2 separate regions of the Mus musculus genome follow, and region 2 is linked to region 1. The links are chromatin contacts, called in public Hi-C maps. All regions are on one chromosome and are shown on one strand. Each heading gives the region's core, a stretch centred on a gene start, on an enhancer-like site or on the middle of the called end of the contact. The rest is flanking DNA. Distances are from core to core; before and after follow the strand shown.

Region 1 (5,529 bases), core at 2,253-4,752:
GTGGTTATTTCACTTATAGAAAAAATATAAGTAAACTTGAATGATGAGCAGTAAGAGACAGAACAATGTTCCCAAGTGAGCTATGGCTCCTGTGTCTCCCATGTACTTGTGCCTGTAGTAGCCTAACTAGTATTCCCAACTGACCTTAGCTATAATGTGCCAGTAAAACCAGACTTATGCTTTCTTACCTATCTTGAATGGTTTCCTAAGAAGCTCACATGTGTGAAGATACTGCTGAAAACTACATCTGTCTTTCCTCGCTTACCAGTGATGTTATCAGACTGACTCTTGACAGTTCTTTTCTAGAACACAGGTTCTTGGTGGCTGCTCCATGCACCCCAAGAGCTTCCATGTACCCCAGGAGCCCCCATGTACTCTAGGAGCCTGCATATCCCCCAGGAGTCCAACCCCTGTCAGAAGAACCAAAAGCCAGGCTCTATCTTTATATGCAAGGAAGAGGCCTTAAGAGCTCACCTCTTTCCCAACAACTTGGTTGTGAAGGACAAAAATGGAGAAGTATAAGAGAGTATTGATGGCTTTGGCAAGGTGGGGTTGTTAAAAAAACAAAACAAAACAGGGCATTATGATTGTGCAACCACACAAACACACACACAAATGCATGCACGCATACATATATACATATATATAAAGAAGACAATCATTTAGCCCAGTGCTTGGTCCAGGAACAAAACTTGAATAACATTCTAGATTCCTGCCATGGAACTTTGTCACATTACCTCTCTTTGTCTCTGTTTCCTCAAATCCTGAAACACAAGACAACTAGTAAGAGCTAGTTTAAAGCTTGTAATGGGGTCACCATGATTAGCTGTGAGTAAACATTTTAGAATGCAATTGGTGAGAGGCAAATGCTATACAATGCTTTTTGGTGATGCCACCAAGAGAGGTAGAGTCATTATCAGAAGTCATAGTAATAACAAAAGTGTACTTTCCTGCTTGGGTAAGCCAATGGGTAAACTGGAACAAGAGTCATGATCCTGCTTCCTACAGGATTACCTTTGCATCATAAATACTAGTTAGCTCCAACATGGCTGCAATCACCCCATTTGAGGTTCTCTGACTCCCGGAAGTATTAAATACACTCCAAGACCTGACTCCATGTTCCCTCTGTGCTTGGTTGGCTCTTTTGTCTTTTCCAATACAAAGACAAAAATGAGAGAAGATTCCAGTCCCATGATCTTTCTCCATTAGATAGAACAGCAGGGCCATTTGCATGAACCACCTACCAACCATTTTGTCAAGTCTATCCATGTCTACCGAGCATCTATCTATAAAGGGTTGGGCACCATTTTTGCTCTGGACATCTGATGAACAGGAAGGAAAGCCTGTGCTTGCTAAGAGAGAACAGAGATGAGGGGAGGTGACAATAGGAAAGAGTCAAGTGTGACAAAGGACAGACACCGAGATGAGGGAGAAGGTTGGCTGACAGGAAAAGGCACTAGAATTGGAGCAGATAGAGAAGGTAAACTCAGAAAACTATGAGCAGGACTTAGCCAATGAGAAGGAAAATGGAAGTTCTATAAGCTCTGAGAGCCTCCTCTGCCCTGCTCCCATTGTTCTTTTGAAAACAGCCAAGAGCAGGAGCATTGAAGGAAATTCTTTTCATATATGCCTGTGCAAATGAAGGCCTTGACTCTGAACTGGGTCCTAGTTGGTTAAAGGTGACCAGAGGCTCTCTTGCTTGGTCACTGAGCATTTCAAGGACCCAGCAGTGGGTTTAATTAGAGCAGGATCGTGGCTGTGGGCGACATTCCTTCCTGTGCTTGTTAAAACAGTCAAATGATTGCACACGGATTGGCAAATAGGTTATTTTGCCGCCTCATCCCATTCCCCCGTCAGCCAATTATCTCTCCCCTGACACTTTCTCTACACTCCCCCTGACACTACAATACAATAGCTAATCCCTTTCGGTGTCGAGTCTGCCTTCTCATGGAGTGTGCTTAACACTCATGCAGTTGGTGACTGTTCAGAGTGTCACTCTCAGCCAGCCATAGTGGGAGCACACACACTGTCTTGGAGGTGTCACACTTCTTGTCTTGATGTCTGAGAGGGGTTTGTGATAAGAGGTTATTTGAGCTGGGCACTGAAGGATGGGTGGGATTTATCGATTTGAAATGACTCACGTAGAGAAAGGAATGGGATGCCCTACGTGGCAGATGCCACCACATAATTTGCATAATTATTCCCCCTGCCCTCCCCTCCCTGTTTCTTAAAGGTATGCATCATTATCATCCCCATTTTGCAGATGGAGAAAGTGAGGCTCTGGGAACACAATGACCTAGTAAGGTAACACAAGTAGGAAGGAAGGGAGATGGCAGAGAGCAGACATTGGGGATGCTGGTGGCCCCCGGTGCTTAGCAGAAGTCTTTCCGTTTCTGTTATGTGGTCTTTCTCCATCAAACTTCATAACTGCAAAGGAAATCTAGAAAAAAGACTGGATCCGAACCATGGAGAAGCCAAGCCACCTCTTCCCCCACTACTTGTACTGTAACCAGGGCCAAAGGCAGTCCTATATGGACCACATGTTACACAGATGCCAACACATGAAAGGAGAATGTGACGTCTGTCAAAGAAAGTTTCATGTGCTTTGTAAAGAGTATATGAAATCAAAATGCAGGCTTTGGAGCAGATCTGAGTTCTGGAGTCCCTGACTTCCTGTAACATCTTGGATGACACCACTAACGAATGTCCTCTAAGCACCTATGACCATGTGCCGGATGCTAGCATAGATGGCTGACCCGTGACACTGCCTCGTGCTTTTATCATAGCTCTTCGATAGACACAGTATGCCCTTTATAGAATAAGGATGCTGTGGCCTAGAGAGACAAAAAGTGGCTCCTCATTGTAGAAACTCAGATCTGAAGCCAGAGAGCAGGAGAACCGTGTGCTTACCCATGTAAATGCCATCTGTAACTTGGAGTAATTATGTTAACGTGATGGATATGATGACGGTGTGAGACAGGTATCTATTCACTTTAAGGTCAGGAGAGGCAGCTCAATCGGTTACCCCAAACCTAGGTTTGGATACCCAGCACCCACATAAAAGCCAAGCACAATGGTGTGAACCTGTGACTCCAGAACAGGGGGAGGAGGAGGAGGAGGAGACAGTAGGGTCACTAGGGCTTCTTCCCAGACAGTCTTGCTAACCTGCTGACCTCCAGATTCATTGGGAGACCCTATCTCAAAAAAAAAAATTAAACAATTAACTAACAAGGTAGAGGGTGATTATTAAGGGAGTTACCTAGCATTGAAAATGTAAATGAGGAAAATACCTAATTTTAAAAAATGCAAAAAAAAAAAAAAAGGGAGTTACCTAATGTTGACTTCTGACCTCCACATCCTTGCCAAGAATATGTACACACATATATAAATACCAATAACAAAACAACAACAACAACTATGCAGTCCTGCCAGGCTCCAGGCATCTGTTGTAGGAAAACTCATGTCAAGGCTTGGAATCTGACATCACACACATGGTAGCTGCTAACATGACTTATTACCACGGAAGCTTTCTTAATGACTCAGTCCCAATAAACCCAGCAGTGTCCTCTGGCCTCAGGATCCACTGGTGCGCCTGACAGCAACCTTTAGGGAAAGATGGGATGGAAAATTGCTGTTAGTTCTATAGAAAGGCAAGCCTCAGCACCCAAGCCCTTCACTGCAGTGGAGAGGAGACATGGTTCATAATAGCGAGGGGACACTTAGGAACTCGGGGATGAGAAATGACACAGCATAGTCTCTGCTGTGTAAGAAACAGCCATTTTCTTTTTTTTTTTTTCCTTCTATTTATCAGCTGAGAGACATTTCACCACCAGAAGAGGTGGAAAAAACCATTACCTTGGAGAATAAAATAAGATGCATCTTTAAACGGAATGAAATTTACCTTGATGCAAAACTCATTTATTGAGCTTACTTTTTTTCCTTTCAACCCGGGCTGGGGCGGGGGGGGGGGGGGGAGATTTTTATCCAGCCAAGTTTATATGGAGGATTTGGGAAGCTGGTAGACAGGAGGACCTTGGGTGAGGCTTCTGAGAAAGGGGGAAGCTGGGAGTGGTCATTCCTTTCAGGGTCCTCCTGAAGGAGAAGGGGCAGTGAGGCCAGCTAGCTCCCCCTACCCAGTGTCAGAGGAACTGCAGGGCCTGGAGATGCCTCGGTTGTAGGAACTCTTTTCTTTACCCTCAGAAGTTCAGGCTCTGCCCATCCAGACTTCCAGATGAACTTCATCAGGTCACTGAGTCTATTCTTTTGCTGTGTTCCTAATTAGTGTCAAAGAAAGAGGAATGTCACCAAGGAAAACAGTCCCTCTGTCTTAGAGAAGCAAAGGGATTGGTTTCTTAAGGAACGAACAGGACCCTCTGGCTGCAAGCTCTCTGCCTTGTAGCATGTGAGCTCGCCCAGCTCCCCATATGGCAGAGAAGCAAGAAGCAATTTATAGCTGCCGCTCTCCATGGGGCCATTCGAAGCCCCGTAAATGGACTTGTTCAGTTTAATTGAAATTCTCTTCTTGATTGTATTTTTGTAACCTATTAGACCGAGCTGCCTCTTGATCTCGGAATTCAGCCGAAATTAAATTTTGAAGTGTAAGTGAGAGGTTGCCTTTCCCCCCTCTCCGTTCTTGATTAAATAATGATTTGAAACAAAAACAATAAATAGCTGTGCCGGCTCCCCTGGAGGGCTGAGGTATTCCAGAGAAACTCGGGGGAGCTAGGGCTCCTGCTGAGGGGATTTAATTAATTATTTGAAACCCCCCCCAAGTGTTAACATCGAGTGTGTTAAGAAACATGGAGATGAAGCGAGCCCATGACTGACTCCTAAGCTGAAGGAAGAGAAGAATTTGGAGGGTTTATGTCGTCAGAACTGATGGAAGGATAAAGGAGAGACATTTGTTAGCCTTGCCCTGCAGTGGCCATGAAATCACGGAAAGCAATTTGTCCTAATAAGGAGAACAAGTAAGGGCTGTGGAGGTGGCTCAGTTGGTAGAGCGCCTGCCATACAGGCGTGAGGTCCCAAGTCTGATAGCCAGTATCCATGTGCAAAGCCAGGAGCTGCAGCACCTTCCTGTGACCCCAGAACTGGGGAGGTAGCCACCAGAGGGTCCCTGGGGCTTCCTGCTCAGTCAGTGTAGCTGAACTGATGCTCTCAGTGAGAGACCCTGCCTCCAAACTAAGGTGGAAAGTGATTGAGGAAGACTCCCAGTGTTGACCTCTGAGTTCTAACAGCACGTACGTATACACAAACAGCAATGATAAATGAGTAGCAGGGGTTCCCTTGTATGCGGAGTCTGACTGTGGCTTAGTGTCTCCTGGTTCCTTTGATTGGCAACAGTCCAACAAGGGTTTAAAGCATTGAGATGAGAGAGAAGCCTGATATATTTCCTAGTTCTAAAAGGGAGAAAGGAAACTGAGCAGGTGTGCTGTGTTCATCTTCCTTCTGAGGCGCTCGGACTTTTAGAGCAGAAGTTCTCAAATATCTCAAGGGCCCCACCGCTAGTATATGTGAATAGTACTGACC
Region 2 (6,070 bases), core at 3,454-5,953, 630 kb before region 1:
AGCGAGCAAACTGCGAGTGAGCACTCTGGTGTCCTCTAGTGGCTGCAGGCTGACAGTGGCGTTTGTCTGGAGCTTACTCCACCTTCCTACATCCCAACATACTTGTCTGTGAGGACAGTGGGTCACTGGGCATGAGGCCCAGGCCCAGGGCATGCTCAGTAACTGGGTGCTGGTGTTGCTGGCCTGCCACTCCTGGCTGTTCTTCTAGTCTGACAGGACTGAGCTGCCAGGCAGGCATCCTCTCTGCACTTGGAGCGGCTCGTGTGCTACCTTAGGGACTGCCCTAGGGCTCCTGCTGGCCCTTCAAGAGGAGATGTCAGCAGTGTCGCACCCATACAATTATAAGTTTTAAAAAGTCTGAAACTTTCATAGCCGCATTGGCTTGATCTTTTATCAGTCACAAATGTCTGCAGAGGAATTGATTTTTATGCGTCTCTCCTCTGTTAGTGCACGGTAAATCTAATGAAACTGGATTATGAAATAACTTAAGCCCCCAGAATTCTCTCAGCTTCTGAAATCAAAAATGCTCTCAAATGTGGCCAGTTTGCAAAATGATAGTTTGCTTGGAAGTTGGAGATAGCCTCAGATGAAGGAGAGCCAGCCGTTCATTGTTTCCTAGGCTGCTTGTGAGAGTCGCCTCTAAGCCAGAGGCGTGCCGGGAGTCCACCAGAAAGACATGGTGCTCCCCACCAAGACATGGTGCTCCCTAGCCAAGAAGGCTTGCAATTGCATGGTGGGCTGCTCTGTGGAGCACACAGGCATCTCTGGGACCTAATGAAGACCTTCACATTCTGTCACAGAATGCCAGTGTAGTCCAGTGACCCAGTGTGGTGCCAAGGGCTCCCAAAGGGACCATGCCTCAGAGTCACAGTTCTGTGCCTGGTGATGAGGGGCAGCCTCAGTCCTTGGGAGTGTCCCAGCCCATGTTCAGACCCATTGCCGCATACTCTGGAGCTGCTTGGCCTTTGTGAGCACGTTTGGCTGGTGGGCCAGTGGGTGGGTGACCCCCTTAGGGTCAGTTTTCTATTTAAACAGTCTAGTAGGAGGCTTAGCCTCATGCTGGGTCTTCAGCCTGTTCTAGTTTAAGCTACACTCTGCTTACTCTTTTTGGGCACTCATTACTCACACTAGAAATGAGGGGAGACTGGGAGTAAACAGACAGCCTGACGCCTGAGAAGGGGAGGGGAGCCCTCTCTGCAGAGCCCTGTGAGGGCAGGCTTGCTGCAAACCTTGCCTTAGGCCATTTAATTTCTCAAGCCATGGAAAGCTAGGGAGGAGAGGTACTGTGAGTGGAGCACCTGAAGTGCCCCCCACAGGACTGTTGTGGGTGAAGTAGCTCATAGAACACCCCCACTGGGGCTGAAGGTTAAGTGAGGGAATTTCCTTGGGGCAAGGGAAATATTTTTAAATTGCTTTGAAAAACTCTTGCTCCAGATTGCATATATTTTGGGGGTTGAAAAATACCATCACCAAGTCCAGAGTCCTGATGGCTGAGGCAGAAGTGGAGCTGGCGCTATTAGAGGTGTGGGTGCTCCACAGCGGCCCTCCACACGACACGGCCACACCCACGCCGTGCGGAGTCCGTATCACTCACCCTCTCTGGTCTTGTCCCCATAGATCTGGGTGAGGAAGACCAGCGACAGCACCAAGATGCGGATCTACGTGGGCCAGCTGCAGCGTGGGCTCTTCGTGATCCGCCGGCGGTCAGCGGCTTGACTTTCTACGAGCTTCCTCCTCCCTTGACCCCTTCTCTGGAGTGGTTTTTATTTTTGTTTTGTTTTCTTCTTAATAGAAAATTCTTAACTTACCGGGACTAGCTCCTTGGCCTGGGACATGGGGAGCACTGTGGAGTCTTCAGGGCGCTCACATGGCCGCCACCTCCATCTCTGTGCCGCTCTCTCCTGCCTCGGCCTCTTCCAGAACTCAGTCACCAGAGAGACTCTTGCTTTCGGAGTAGAGGGGTTCACCCACCTTCCTTGAATTCCTCTCTTGTCTCGTTTTGTTTATACTTGATCCTTTTTTCAGACCTCCTTTGAGTTTGAAGGGAAGCTCGTTTTAACAATTATCTTTAGGCCTTTGAAGAGCAGCAGGTATGCTTTCCCGCCTAATCTGCTGGGCAGATTGTGTGCCTGCCTGCCGAGTTGGGCCCGGAAGCATGGGGCAGGGTTCTCCTGGCTCCACTTTCTTGGAGAAATAAATGATATAGAACATCTATCTGCCTTGGGCTTCTACTCCAATGACTGCGTGAGTGTCTTCACCCTGGACACTGCAGCCAACGGATGGGGCTGGGGGTGGGGGAGAGGGGTGGCATGTCCCTAACATGCTAAGTCACTGCTCTGAGCAGTTTCCAGCGAACACGATTCATTTAGGTATGCCCGTCCTTGTTCAGGGTGGAAGAAGTGGGAATTCCAGAGGTCTCCGTCTGTAACTCCTCTGGCTCCCAGTGGCTACAAGGATCTCATCACGTGCCCTACTGTGATGTGGGTTCTCCCTTCCCCATAGCTGCGGTGGCAAGGTGGGTGCCTCGCTCTTGCAGCTGGACCCACTGCAGTACTGGACCGCTCAATATCGAAGAACCTCCAGCCTCCCCCGAGGTTTGTCCCACGTTAGTGACAAGGAGAGCTCTGTCATGCTGCAGCTGCCAAGTCTGCGTGCTGCTTGAGCCCCAGCGAAGCCACCTGCCATGGCCCTCTTGCTCCCTGGGCCTCTTATTGGAGAAATGACTGGTGTGGCTGAGCAGGAGATTCCTTCTGCTCTAGCCGCCACAGGCCACGAGAGAAGAAGCGGATCCGAGCGACTGTCACCATCTCGGGGCAATCAGTAGGCTGTCCACACCTTGTTTTGCTGTGGGTGTGGGGAGCCACAGGAAGTCGTGTGCCTCCACGGAAGACTGTACAGAATCACTTTGTTTATGGCCGCTCTCCCATTGGATTCTTAAGAAAACAGGATAAACAATGTTTATTCACTAAGTTGCCACGTGGTCTGTTTCTTCTCTGCCTTCTACTGTCCTCCACCCCACAGTCACCACAGGTACTGCGGGATCCCCACACTGTAAGCATCTTGACAGCCCCAGTGGTCGCCGAGGTGAACCCCAGTCTTCTGTGCTCACCACCGTGCACCCCTGCTGGGAGCTCCCACGATGTGTCTGGTGTTTGTCACTAAGGGTGTTAGGACACTTTAGCTATGGCCTTGCCTTCCCTGCCCTCCAGTACTGCATGTGGAAGTGTGTTTCATTGGAGGGGCTGGGCCCCGTGGGGGTGGGGTGAGACAGTAGCAAACTATCCTCCTTCTACAGTGCCTGGTCACCGCGTTGTACTTATGTGGAGTAACTTTGCGGATGGGGATACGGGCGCCTCTGTCGTCTGTAACTTCAGAGGTCACCCAAGGCCATGCGACCTAAGAAACCTCATCCGTGACAGTGTCTGTGTGCTGTCTCCCCTACACTCTTCCCAAATCAGTGCCCTCCTGACAACTTCAGACAGATTTCCATAGCTATCACCAAAGAGAGCGTATGTTTCCATTGAATACTAACATTTAATGCTTGTCTAGCCACCATTGCGACTCATCTCTCTAAACTTGTAACTAGGGACATGGAAGACCCCAGATCCTTACCTTCAGGTGACACTACCAATTCCGTGAGTCCTCTGTGCAGGACTGGAAGGCTTTTTCTTTTCTTTTTTCTTTTTTTAAGTAAAAAGGAGTTTGTAGATAAGATTGATTGGAGAGAGTGGATTCTTTTTACAGTATTTTCTATTTCTCATTTGTCCTTTATGCTTTTTAAAAATTTCAGTAGATAATCCCCATATTTAAGAATTTTGCTTCTCAGGGGCTGGAGAGATGGCTCAGCAGTTAAGAGCACTGACTGCTGTCCCAGAGGTCCTGTGTCCAGTTCCCAGCAACCACATGGTGGCTCACAACCATCTGTAATGGGATCTGATGCCCTCTTCTGGTGTGTCTGAAGACAGCTACGGTGTACTCATATAAATTAAATAAATCTTTAAAAGGGGTGGGTGGTGGTGGTGAGATGGCTCAGTGGTTAAGAGCACCGACAGCTCTTCCGGAGGTTATGAGTTCAAATCCCAGCAACCACATGGTGGCTCATAACCATCTGTAATGAAAAACAAAACCCCTTTGGATTAGAGTGACTGGGGGACCCGGAGCTAGTGGGCCCTGGAGTGAGCCGGGGCAGGAGTGAGGGGCTGGAACAAGAGGGAGAAGGGAAGAGGGGGGAAAAAAAGAATTTTGCTTTTCACCTGGTAATTTGGAATTTCTATCCTTACTTCCTAAGAGCCCAAACTGTCTTAAATACAAGGTAAATCTGCAGCCGTTTCAAGCAGCTGGTGGGCTTTCTATAGCACCATTAGCTGGTGCCACCTTCAGGGTTCTGAGGGGTGAGTGTAAACTGTAAGAATAGTTTTAAAAGTACAGGTTTTTCTGAGTAATAAATTTTCCAAGAGAAAGCCTTGGTGAAGTCTGTTGGGTTGGCTGGCCTGCTGAGTGATCGGAAATTTATTTTAGGTTTCTCTTCCATTGATCACGGGGACAGGCAGGAGGTTATGTGGAAACCGTGGATGTGCTGGTGTGACGTTGAAAGGCTCCCAGACTCCGCCCCCCCCCCCCCCCCCCCCAGTTCTTCAGTGTGAAGCCAGAGCGGGAGCACCTCCCCCCAAATTCTTTTTAGATTCCTCACCACAGAGTCTGGAGAGAGCCCTCAGCTCTCATCATGAGAATCTTATCATGCAAGCATTTGATCTCTGGAACCCACATTATAGAAAAGGCAGCTGTAGTGGTTTGTGCTTGTAACTCCAGCCCAGAGGAGGCAGAGGCAGAGGCAGGGGGATGCCAGGGGCTTGCCAGCCAGCCCATGTAGCCTACCTACTCAGTTCCAGACCAAGCAAGAGACCCTTCCTCAAAAGCCACAGTGGGTTGGGTACACACCTTTAGCCTCAGCACCAGGAGGCAGGTGGGTCTCTTAGTTTGAGGCCAGCCTGGTAGCTAGTTCCCAGTGAGACTATCCTAAGACAACAAAAGCCAAACAAGGTGGTGATCCATTGAGGTGGCTCAGTGGGCAAAAATGCTTGCTGACATCCTTGGCTACTTGAATTAGATCTCCAGGACTCATGTGGTAGAGGGAGAGGTCTGACCTCTGACCTGCTGGTACACCATGACTTGTATCAACTCTCCAATAGCCAATTAACTTTGAAAACAACGTGGCCAGTACGGAGGAACCACACCTTGACCTCTGACCTTAACATAGACACACACACACACACACACACAAAGATGGTCACTTCCTGTCATTATGAAACTGCCTTGTTAACTAAAGAGTTATAAGCACGCACTACCATTTGTGGTTTGTGCTAGTGTCTCATTAGAGTCTAAGGAGACTTTGTACACATTTCCTATAGTAGTGTGAGCTCTCTAAGAGTGTGAAAGAAGGCAGAACTAACTATCTTCCTTACTCTCCCTGACATTTCCCCCTCTCCCCCAGTGGCAAATCCTATCAATGTTACTTTGAAAGAGCCATTTATTTACATGGAGAGTTCTAGGATTGAGGCAGGCAGTTCTGTTCTTGCGGTGGTAAGTTTTGTGTGCCTTTTTTTTTTTTTTTAAGTCGGGGAGGTGAACTTTCTGGAATTAAACTGGGATTCAACAGCAGCAAAACCCAAGGATCTAAATAGCCTCCTAGAGAAGCAGGAAGCTGTGGACCTCGCTCTGTTACTGTAAGTCCAGCTATGTGGTTTTACTGTATTCTCGTGCACAGTGTAAGCTCCCAGTAAAATTTACGAGCATCTCGGCTTCTTCAGTCTTCAGAGACAAGCTGAGATCTTTCTCTCTCTGTGAGGTTTTAGCCAATAATTACTCTGAATTTTGTTCTTTATTGCTCCAGTGTTTGGGGAGCCAGTATTGTTTTTTCTGTTGATTGTATACTTCATTGTATTCTTCCCTTGGGTGTTTGGAAGATGGAGACTGGAGTGGCCCCCTTTCCAGTGCTAGTTGGTGTGTGTGTGTGTGTGTGTGTGTGTGTGTGCATGCCCACACACACACACGCACATACATGCAATTGCAC

Evidence for each region. A called contact is a pair of places that touch in the nucleus more often than the background predicts.
Region 2: a contact with region 1 is called in a Hi-C map of adipose-derived mesenchymal stem cells, with 4 times the contacts expected there. The contact joins two enhancer-like sites. A contact is called at or near these places in 5 of 484 Hi-C or Micro-C datasets (adipose-derived mesenchymal stem cells, cerebellum, cortical neurons and 1 more), 3 of 115 datasets of contacts at active chromatin or transcription factors (embryonic hindbrain, embryonic midbrain and forebrain) and 1 of 9 other capture datasets (embryonic stem cells).

What each region holds. Positions count from the first base shown.
Region 1 is chr5:116,460,469-116,465,997 of GRCm38.p6, reverse strand. All of the region lies in intron 8 of Srrm4 (serine/arginine repetitive matrix 4), which reads left to right. Srrm4os (serine/arginine repetitive matrix 4, opposite strand) reads right to left here. Exons shown (of 4, transcript NR_015595.3): 3 at 4,195-4,274; 4 at 511-3,603. Among named protein-coding and RNA genes, the nearest start is that of Srrm4os, 25 kb to the right of the region's middle. Within about 2 kb of position 3,502, at least 15 of the 459 cell types and tissues checked have an H3K27ac peak or open chromatin away from gene starts, as enhancers often do. A contact at or near this core is called in adipose-derived mesenchymal stem cells, where this site is marked.
Region 2 is chr5:117,088,579-117,094,648 of GRCm38.p6, reverse strand. It overlaps Suds3 (suppressor of defective silencing 3 homolog (S. cerevisiae)), which reads left to right. Exons shown (of 12, transcript NM_178622.5): 12 at 1,618-2,971. The coding sequence ends at 1,716. Among named protein-coding and RNA genes, the nearest start is that of Gm42011, 16 kb to the right of the region's middle. Within about 2 kb of position 4,703, at least 32 of the 459 cell types and tissues checked have an H3K27ac peak or open chromatin away from gene starts, as enhancers often do. A contact at or near this core is called in adipose-derived mesenchymal stem cells, where this site is marked.